Linked DNA regions of Cricetulus griseus: region 1 is linked to region 2. Evidence: chromatin contacts called from public Micro-C data. All regions are on one chromosome and are shown on one strand. The core of a region is the stretch at or near the end of the contact, and the rest is flanking DNA. Distances in the headings are between cores, read along the strand shown.

What was found. Hi-C and Micro-C count contacts between places; a contact is called where the count stands out from the background.
Region 1: a contact with region 2 is called in a Micro-C map of the CHO-K1 cell line, with 4 times the contacts expected there. The contact joins the enhancer-like site here to the promoter of Nrp2 in region 2. A contact is called at or near these places in 2 of 8 Hi-C or Micro-C datasets (both in the CHO-K1 cell line).

What each region holds. Positions count from the first base shown.
Region 1 is chr2:416,884,168-416,889,452 of CriGri-PICRH-1.0, forward strand. All of the region lies in intron 12 of Nrp2 (neuropilin-2), which reads left to right. Among named protein-coding and RNA genes, the nearest start is that of Nrp2, 76 kb to the left of the region's middle. Within about 2 kb of position 3,169, at least 2 of the 6 cell types and tissues checked have open chromatin away from gene starts, as enhancers often do. A contact at or near this core is called in the CHO-K1 cell line, where this site is marked.
Region 2 is chr2:416,808,536-416,813,910 of CriGri-PICRH-1.0, forward strand. Nrp2 (neuropilin-2) reads left to right here and starts at 2,395. Exons shown (of 16, transcript XM_035440986.1): 1 at 2,395-3,084. The coding sequence starts at 3,012.

The sequences.
Region 1 (5,285 bases), core at 1,919-4,418, 76 kb after region 2:
ACCCTCACACCAATGCACATAAAATAAATAAAAAAACAAAAAAACAAAGTCTTCTCCACTTCCCACTGTCCTGCTTACAAAACTCCAAATCACACTGTAAGCAGAAGATAGACACACTTTCTATTTGGGGTGGTCCCTTCTTGTTCTTAAAAAATGGGGCCCTGAGGGAAGCAGTTGGGAGAAAGGAAACAGCTATGCTGGACTCAGGGTGGGGACAATGCTAATGGGTGCAGAATGGCTGGCACCTGGCCCCAAACCTGAAAGCCACTGTGTCACCCTACTTTGCTCTTCACAGAGACCAGACCCATTGTTCTCTGGAATTGTGCAACATGCTTTATCCCCTTTGTAAGTATGTAAACAGAAGTCATTTTGGAAAGAAGGCATCTAATTCTAAGGCTAAGGATGAAGGGAAGAGGGGGTGGGGTGAGATGGCCATGGTGAAGCACAACACGGATGAGTTGATCACAAGTGTCCATGGAAACTACTTACATTGCTTAGATATTTTCTGATTGAGTTGTTTTCTCGTGCTCTTTCCCTTTTCTGCTCCCTTTTAAGTCAGCAAATAGTTCTGTTTCTCTGGTTAGTTGGTAATGGTTGCTCTAGGCTGACAAGACACCCACTGGTTTCATTCCACTGTTTTTGTTTTTCAACATCGTCTTTCAAGCCACTCAGAATTTCTTTTTTTAGCTCTTGGGGCTGGCTGAGCTGCCTAGAGTGTGTTCATACCAACTCCCCCTTGGGGGGAGGGGGCTGCTGTGTTCCGAACTCAGTGACCCCTGGTGGCAGCAGAGGAGCCTGTCCTACACTCTCTGACAAGCCACTCTGCCTTCCCTCTGAAGCTACAAAGTGTGCTATCAGTAGAACAGGCATATTTTCTACACACATGTTCTGATGCTTTGATCATGAAGAGAATTCTGAGAATGATGAGAGTTGGGTCTATAAGGAAGGACACAAGCACTCCTTGAGACGATAGGGTGGGCCTGGTACCCAGCTCTCCAGTGTTGGCTAAGGAGCCCTCAACTGTTTGTGGCTATTTCTATCGTAATTTTAATGAGCTGATTCTTCAGTTCTGCTTCGGCACCAGTCCTATTTCACACATGCAGGGACTACAGTGTCCATACATGGAACACCCCAGCATCTCAGTACTGTATTAGACAATACTGTTTTGGCACCTATGGACACCAGCAGGAGAACAAGCTCCCAATCCTTGATGACACTTCCATTACTTGGTTCAGTGAACACCAAGGAGCAAGGAAGTAGGGAGGTGGATTTGCCTGAGCCCATTCTGGAAGTGTATGGTGGCTGCTATTTTGATTTTCCTATGTATGCCACCCTGTCTCCCTCAGCAACCACAGGAAAATAACCAAGGAACATACATTAAGGACTATTTGGAGGCCACACAGAAATAGTATCCTACGTAAATATTCATACCAATAGTATTGATAGTTGTTATTGTTATGATCATTATTATTGTCAAGAATGTGGTAAGACCTGGGCCTGGTGGTGTTGGCAGGTAATCTCAGCTGGTTGAGAGACTGGGGCAAGAGGACCGGAAAGTTTAAGGTCTTCCTTAAACTTTCAAAACCAATTTGGGTGGCTTAACAAGACCCCATTTTAAAAGGAAAGGAAAAGGAGAGCTAAGGTTGTAGCTTAGTGGCAGAGTGCTTCCTTAGCTTCTGGCAGTGCCTAGGTTGAATCCCTAGCACCACTGCAGGGAAGGGGGAGAGGGGGGGAGAAGGAGGAGGAGGAGGAGGAGGAGGAGAGGAGGAGGAGGAGGAGGAGGAGGAGGAGGAGGAGGAGGAGATAAGACCAGAGATTAACAGGAACCTGCCCTGGCAGCCTCCTGATGGTGATGCAAGTGAGATCTGGAACGTGTGCTCTTTCATTCTGGAATATGTGTACTGTCTGAAACATTGATTGACCTTGTGGAGTGTGATTACAATGTTACTTTATTTCAGTGACTAAAAGCCATGAAAACATCTAAAGAAAACAGGCAAAGCCTATTTGTACTAGGACACCTGTGAAGGGAGCTTTGCCCAGCTAATAGAAGGGATTGAAACAACAGTGCCTTTACCCAGGTTCAAAGAAAAAACTAAGTGGGAGTAAGCCAAGAATCTAAACATTCAGGTTTTACACATGTTGTCTGTCCCTTCGAATGGAAGTAGTAGACCCTGTTAATTTCTCACTGGGGTTGTTTTGATGCAGACCTGGTTGCTGATGAACCCCAGCAGAGCCGGTGACCAGAGCCCTGATACACTTTGTGTGCAAGGGAGAAGATAAAGGGAACTGTGTCTGAGTATGGCCAGTCCAGGTTCATAGAGAAATCAAAGGAAATAATTGATGGAGGAGTTCACGATGGGCTTGGTTTTTGACAGTAAGCTAGCCATGACTCTGAATTTAAAAATCTCTCTCTGAGCTCCAAAGAGTAGGTGGCGGCTTGCAATTCAGACACTCCAATGGCCTCAACCTTCCTAAGGCTGTGACCCTTTGGTACAGTTTCTCATGTTGTGGCAACTCTCCCCTCGCCCATCATAAAACTGTTTTCATTGCCACTTCATAACTGTCATTTTGCTATGTAATGTCATTTGTAATGTAAATATCTGATTTGTTACCCCTGTAAAAGGATCATTTGACCTCCCTAAAGGGGTCGGGACCCACAAGTTGAGAGCCATTGCCTGCTGATTGAATCACCTTCAGAGGGGGCTGCTGTTGGTTTGGCTGGGGCGTAGCCCTTGCAAATGTAAGGACAGAAAACTGGGGCTTTGAACCATGATAGATTATTAAAGGATAGGGAGAGCTGAGCTAAAAACAAGCAATAGTCAAGGGATACTTTCAACTCAAAAAGGAAAGAATAGAGACTTCTTGTAAGATGGGAAGAAAACATCCCTTTGTGGAAAAGATGACAAGAGAGCGAAACTGCTGTCCCCTTCTTTCTGAAAATCACGAGGGACCGAGTTGATAACGAAGTGTCAGAATGAGATGGCAGAACTTTAGGTAGAAGCTGACACATCCAAAAAACATCTCTGCCTGCTAGGACTGGTCAGGCTGAAAACTCAAATGCCCTCCGAATGTCCTATCTTAAACCTCGAAAACATCCTGCTGAGTGTATCCAAAGTCAATGTTTCCCTTAACTGGTTGTTAATTTGAGGACCTTAGCAGAGACAGACTGACCTTGGGAGGCCAGCTGAGGGGCTGACTCATGTTTTAAGTATGACCTATACTAAGAGGCTCCATATCCTGCTTCGCTAAATATTCTTTCAGATGGTTGTTCTAGTAGGAGGGCAAGATGCTAGCCAGGAGATGTGTGTGAGGGACAGATGGCGCGCTTGGCTTTGCAATAGCCAGGAGGATCAAGCTGGTGATTTATTTTAGGGTTGGTTAAAGGGGAGTAGACACAATTGAATTCATTTCGATTGGACCAACCTCAGTCACGTGTCCATAGGACACTTAAGCAGCTGAAGCCAGATGGGATCATAAATCGCCAGGTGAAATATCAAGAGACCCTTCTTGAGACAGCATCAGGTGAAATGCCTGAACAGCCCTGACCTCTGCACTTCCTCTCTGCCCTTTTGAACTTGTGTTGTTCATTCCCATGTGGTTGTTTGCATCTTGGCAACAACAGGCATTTTGAGTCAAGGGGGCAGCAAAATGCCTCCCAAATATGTCAGGTCCAGGAGGATGGAATTGCATCTTGGGGACATTATTTCTTCATTCTCTTTTGGCAACTGAGTGTGTTTTCCTTTCCATTGTCTTTTTTGTTGGATGCTATCTATTGCCAGTATCCTAGCCATCAAACACAGAACAAGAAGACAACTTCCAGCAGACAGGAAATTCATAAGGCAACACTGTCCCCATACCATGCCAGCCTTTCTTTCTATTAGGTAACTGGCAGCCGCTGTGAACTTTCTTAGTATCTAGCAGTGGTTGGCTGTAGGTGGGATATTTCAGAGCCATCTTCACTTTCAGAAGGCATTCAATCTCAATATCTTGTATGAATGTGAGGACTTACCAGAGACAAAGCACTTAGCTCCAAAGAGGGGGTCAATAGAGGTCCACAAAGACCCAGAAAGGGGACATTTAAAAGGACTAGGGTTGTGTTTCCTGGGAAAGCACAAAATAAAGGCTTAAATTCATATTTTCTCTCTCTCTCTCTCTCTCTCTCTCTCTCTCTCTCTCTCTCTCTCTCTCATCTTTCCTTCCCTACCTCTCTTCTTCCCTTTCCCGCCCCACGAGTGTTTGCGTGTATATGTACCACAGTGCACAGCCTCTGATGTCAGTCCTTACCTTGCATCTTGTTTGGGGCAGTCTGTGTTTGTTCACTACTGTACATAAGGCTAGCCCAGAGCTTCCATTGTTTCTCCTGCATCTCCCACCCATCACCATGTAGGGATACATAATAGGTAGGTTTACTGAGTCGTGATTTTACCTCAGTTCTGGGGACCTGAACTTGGGTCATCAAATTTGTGAGACAAACGCCTTATTTACTTACCATCTCCTCAGGCCCCTGGGCTTTTTAATATCTTATGAATAAAGATGGTGCAAAGTCAGAGGACAGAAACTGGCTCATTCCATCAGGGATGAAGGGATGAATGGAGGAAACAGGGCCACAGGACAGCAGGAAGTGTAAAACTAAGTTTAAGATGTTTCTGACAGTTGGGTTGTGGCCTGGATAATACATTGCCAGTGTGGCCTGCGGAGGACCTTTCTGAAGGGAAGGATGAATGGCATGGTGTCAAGATGTTTCTGCATACTTCCTCTGGCCCATGCTAATAGTCACATGGGGTCCCACTCAAGATCCAAGACAGTATCACATTTTATTTCATCTTCTATAGGTGGTCACAGAAGACCTGTAGTGGGTGGTATGTGGTGAACAGCTGGGAGCTGGCTGTTTCCTGGAGTTGAGACAGGTCTGGGAAATCATCTTAGTTCAAAGATTGTCAATTCCCTCCTCCAGTTAAATCATACTTCCTTTTGCACCTTGCAATAGCTTCCCCAGGTTAATGGTCGTCTTTGGCCTGTGGGAGACAGTGGATGGAGTGGCATCAGTAACCGGGCTGCGCTCTTGCTATAGCCCTGTTACCATACAAAGTGCTTTACAGGGTCCATTCTTACAACCCTATGCAGTAACACCACCACTATTATATCTGTTGTACAGATGGAAAGACTAAGGCTTTTAAAGGTTTAGAGCATCTGGCCAAGATTCCACCCCAGGTGATGAAGAGCCAGCAAGTTGACTCAGTCCCATCTGGGTTCAGACCCTGCTTTCTTCACTCCATAGCCATGGT
Region 2 (5,375 bases), core at 1,145-3,644:
GAAGTCTTACATGCAGAGGCACAGAGGCTCCCAGGAAGCAAGTTATCGCCCCCTTTAGGACATGTCTGAAATAAACGAAGATCCATAATGCTGGAAACTGGATCCAAGAACAGAGCCCTGAAACTTAACTCTGACTTCTCCCAGAAGCGTAGAGAAGCCTGGAAGCAGCCAGATGGGGGTCCTCAAGCCTGAGGCCCCAAGGCCAGCAGTCTAGAGCTGTCATCCTTACAGTTTCCTAATGTGCTTTGGTTTTCTTTCTTTCTTTCTCCTGTCTTGTCCGTGCCCTTTACCTAAACCCTATTTGTAGTGTTCTCAGAAACCAACTGTATGAGGTCTAGTCCGCACTGGAATGGTTTGGTATGCCTGGAGAGCCGTAGGGGTGGTGACACTAGGAACTCTTTCCTTGCAGGCTCCGTGAGTGCAGATAGTGTTATTTGCCCTTAGATTAGTATTTTGGCAGCAACACAAACTGGAATCTCTGCTTGAGGTCCAAAATCCAGGCTTCCCACTTCCTTCATCAAATATTTGGGACTGGGAGTTGTTCTTTACAATTGGACTTTAAACCAGGAAAATGTAAATCTGGAGCTTTTAGTGATACGGATTTTCTCTTGAGCCTAGAAAAAGCAAACAGGGAAGGGAAAGGGAGAATGAAGGGAATCAAAAGTACCCCTTATGTGTGTTTGATGATGATGATGATGATAATGGTGGTGGTGGTGGTGGTGGTGTGTGTGTGTGTGTGTGTGTGTGTGTGTGTGTGTGATGCTCTCTGGCAGAACTCAAAGGCCTCTGACACCTTTGCAGTCAGGCATCTAAGACTAACCATGTGACACTCAGACTGTGGACTTCCACTGTAAAAATTTCTCTATAGCATTGCAAATCACTTCTGATTCAATTTTGTTTGGGTTTATCTCCGTGTAAATAACAGTTAAGTGAGAGTTACAGATTTTTTTCAAACACTGAATGTGATAAACAAAGCTAATGGCAAGTCCTGATAAGGAAAGAAACAATCCAGAAGAATCCTCAAGTACAAGCCAAGAAGAAAATGGCATAGTCAGATGTGTGTGTTCCTTGTAGCCCAGACTTTATATCTCTTAATCTGCAGGTTGCTAGGAAAGGGATTGCAACGTTAGCCAGGCGTGTTCTACTGAATCTTTATCCTGGTAAAGCAATGATACCTGGTGAACATAACAGTTGGGGCTCACCAAGCTGCACTCAGAAACAAAGATGCAAATGTTTCCCCAACTGTTCGCTTAAAAGTTAGCTTCTAAGCGCCTTTAGACACTTTCCATGCCTCCACTTAAAAATAGTTAACATAGTGCTATTTTCTTTCTGTCAACACTGCGGCCACATTTCCTTGGGGAAACATGAGCAGTAGTTACAGTAGCATTCCAAGAGGCCTTCATGTACCTGTATTATGTGCGGAAGCTTGAAGATGTGTTGGGTGGCCGGGGGAACAATTTCATTGCCTCGAGAAATTTTTCATTGAATAAAATCGTTCCTCGTCTTAAGAAAACTGAGAGTTATGGGCGGGGTGGGGGAGTGGGGGCAACAAATCCTTACCCAGATAGCAGAGGAGTCTGTATGGGACACAACAAAGGATCTGAGTAGTAAACACAAGGAGTATTGGGGGTTTGCTTCAGCTAGGGCTGACAGTGTGTGTCGCCGCCACACACTGCTGCCTCTAGAAACACATGGTTGAGCTCTCTACCCCAAACACAGTCAGCCACCCAAACTCCTCCTGCAACGCCATTGCAGGTGGCATTGTGTTGGATTCTGCATGTGTGGCATCAGTCTCATTTTGGGGGGAACAAGCATTTCCCGGGCTCTCTAGAGTTTCCCTCTCGGCAGAGACAGCGCGCCCTGAAGGGAAGGTTCTCCTTCCTCGGGTTGTGACACACCCGCAGCCCCGCACCCAGGTGCGCAGGGCAAGGAGGGAGGTGTGGGCTGAGAGGGGGCGGCGAGGTGCCAGGTACCTTAACTTTGATCGCACGGCCGCGGGGTTGTGAGCCACCACCGCCCCGCCCGAGCCGGGTGCCGCGGCCCTGGGCTCTGCGCCGCGCGTCTCCGCCGCTGCCTCTTTAATCAGGAACACAGAAGGGGCGGGCCCTGAGCCGGCGCGTAATCGGATCGCTCTGCCGCGGCTCTGACATCCACATGCTGCTCGGCCTGAAAAGGCGAGGGGGGAGTCGGAGGGGAGGCAGAGGAGGCGAGCGAGGCATCAGCCCGCAGCCCGCCCCCGGCACATCCTCAGAAGCGCAGACACTCGGCCGGCCGCTGGGCGAGGTGGAGGTGAGGGCGGGCGCCAGCGAACTCGGAGAGCCGCTCGCACACTCGCGGGCGATCCCAGCCACCGCCGCACCCGCAGCAGCACCAGCAGCACCGGCCGTCGCCGCTTCCTGCCTCGCACTCCCCTCCAGAGACTGGCCAAGCGGGTGTAGCCGCCGGGGGAGGCTCCTGCTAAGGGAACCCGGCGAGGACAAGAGCCGGGAGGCTGACTGCCTCCCACTCCGCCTGTCCAGCGGTCGGTGTCTCTGCTCGCGTGTGTGTCCCGGGTGCCGGGGGAACCTGTGTCAGTTTGCGCCTCTGAGATCACACGGCTGCCTAGGGGTCGTGTAATGCCCAGGGCAAGTCTTGGCTTTCAGTTTTATTATTACTACTATTATTTTACGCTTGGCTTTCGGGAAACCCTCGTGATGTTGTAGGATAAAGGAAATGACACTTTGAGGAACTGGAGAGAACATACACGCATTTGGGTTTGAAGAAGAAACCGGTCCCCGCTTTCCCCTGCTTGCTCCCTCTTGGCTGATGTCAGGAGCTATCTCCTAGTGAGGTGGGGATTCCAGCAAGAATTAAAGGTGAAGACGGGCCACCGGGACCCAGGAGGGAAACGCTGATCATTAGAGACCTTTGCAGAAGACACTACAAGGAAGAAAATTAGAGAGAGGAAAAACACAAAGACATAATTATACGAGATTCCACAAACCTAGCCCTGGAGAAAGCCTCTTTCAAAAATGGATATGTTCCCTCTTACCTGGGTTTTCTTAGCTCTGTACTTTTCAGGACACAAAGTGAGAAGCCAACCAGGTAAGCCCCTCAAAGTTTTTCTATTATTTTTACATGGTTCCCCCTTTAAAGGCGACTGCTAATGCAGAGAGGCCACGCAAAACCGATCAGGAGGAGGCTCCCTCAATACTCAATAATTTAAAGGGAGAGAGAGCCGACCCTCTTTACACCACCAGGGCTCCTGTGCTAAACCCAACTTTTCTCTCTTGCTGGGAGTGTGTGTGTGTGTGTGTGTGTGTGTGTGTGTGTGTGTGTGTGTGTGTGTTTTGTAACAGAATTTGGCGGTGTTCAGATGTCACATATGGACTGAATCAAAGGTTTAAAAATACTACAAAGCCTTTGCATTACAGTTTTGGGGATTTTTTTTTTCCTGTCTTGAAGCAGAACACATCTCCCTTGAGTTTCTTCAACCTAGCCAGTGAAATATAAATCACTTGCATTCCCTCCACTTAGCTACATTGAGCAATGTTAGCTGAAGGGCTTGTGGGGAAAGGAAGGAGTCTAGCTTTGGTTTTCAAATGTGTGTGTGGATTGTTTGCAGAATGGGTGGGTACATCTCAGAATCCGAGGACTGAAGCTAGGGGAGCAAGTTAGCTTGGGGCTAAGATGGGGCTTTCCCGTGGGCAATTGCTGGTCCCCACTCTCTCCTGAATCCATGTGTTCTCTGGGAAAACAAATCTTGTTCTTTAAAAAAATTCCTGAAAGATAAAAGAAACTGCATGCCCCACAAGGTCTCTCTGTCTTGTGAAGTGGTTAGAAACTTTTGAGTGGAATTTGTTCTCTTGAGCACTGTCAAAAAGGGTGTGTGGACACAGGCTGCAAAGATAAGCACAGTGGGGCCTAGGATAGTCCAGGGCCAGCTTTTGTGGAGTGCGGCAAGGGATATCTCTCTGAAAACAGGTCTCTGGTCTCAGGGAATGCGGTTCTTCCTCCCTAGGATTGCTCCAGGGTTGCTTTTCTCCGCTCTAAGACAGTATCTGGAGCCTCACAAAACTCTTAGCAGTTGCTGCTACAGGTGATTATGGACGGGATTCCATCTACCAAGGAAATGGTGAGGGGAAGAAGGAAGGAAGGTAAAGACAAAAACTCGGAGAAGTGCTTTTATCTCGAGACGCTTGGGAGGTGACAGGCAGCCGCAGTGAAGGGACTCACTCCCAACAGCCACCCTGGCATCCTCGCACTGTGCTTAGCCAGTCCTAAGGAGAAAGCTTAGTGCCTGCCAAGCTTCTTGTCCCTTCCCAAACACACACCTACAGCCACTTACATATGGGTTTTATTTTTTGCTATTTTGGGGGGTTTTTTTGGGGGGTGCCTTTGAGACTCAAGTCCAAGCCTTTACTGCTCCTCTGCGGTAACTGATCCTACAGGCAGCTTTGCAAGCATGAGCTAAGGGATGGGTGCAGGTCTGTCCTGGGGAAATTTTCTGGGCCTCGCATTGGGTCTTGCCTTAATTCTGAATTCCCAGCTTGAATTGAAATTAAATTACCTCCCACGGACCTGAATGCTGCGTAAATTATGTATGTGTGTGGTTTGCTATGTATGAATACATATATATATATATATATATATATATATATATATATAGCACGCGCGCGCGCACTGGCGCGCTCCTTGAGAATGCCCATGGTATATTATGTATTCAAGAGCGGACTCCGGTAGGCCCGGGTGTGCGAGTGCGAGCACACTGGCACACACACCACACATACAACTTCAGGCTCCCTGTGATGTGCGGAGCGAAAGGGATTGGGAAGACTCGGGGACCATCGCCTATCCCAGATGTTCGCACATCTGGCCCTGAGCTGCGTGGAGCATGAGTACGTGTGTGTGTACGACACCCGCTCGGACCCACTCCTGCTCTGCCACCTGCCTCCCGCGCTCTCTGCAGAGCCCCCTCCCATCCCAATCCCTGGTCTCGCTGCGTCACTTCCAGAGAAGCTCTAAAGCGCGGAGTGCAAAGCAGGTCTGCCCACTAAAAGCCGGTGGGCAGCCTCGGACCCGAGGTGGGACCCGCCCAGAGTAAATATTATCCGGCTCCCCGAAAAGGTGATCCATAGCCGATCACCGTTTCAATCGAGCAACTGATTGGTACCCGGAGACCTAACCCGGGTGGCTAAGGGCGAGGCCAAGCTAGACCTCTGACTCACCCTATGTGCGCCCGCCAGGAGGTGGGTTGGTCCCGGCACTACGGCGGCAGCGGGAACCTATTCCGAGAAGGAAGCCAGGAAAGAAGGTGGCGGGCACACGTGGGGGCAACTGAGCAAATACTGGGGCGGTCCCTGGCAGCTGGAAGGCTATGTGGGCACCGTGCATCC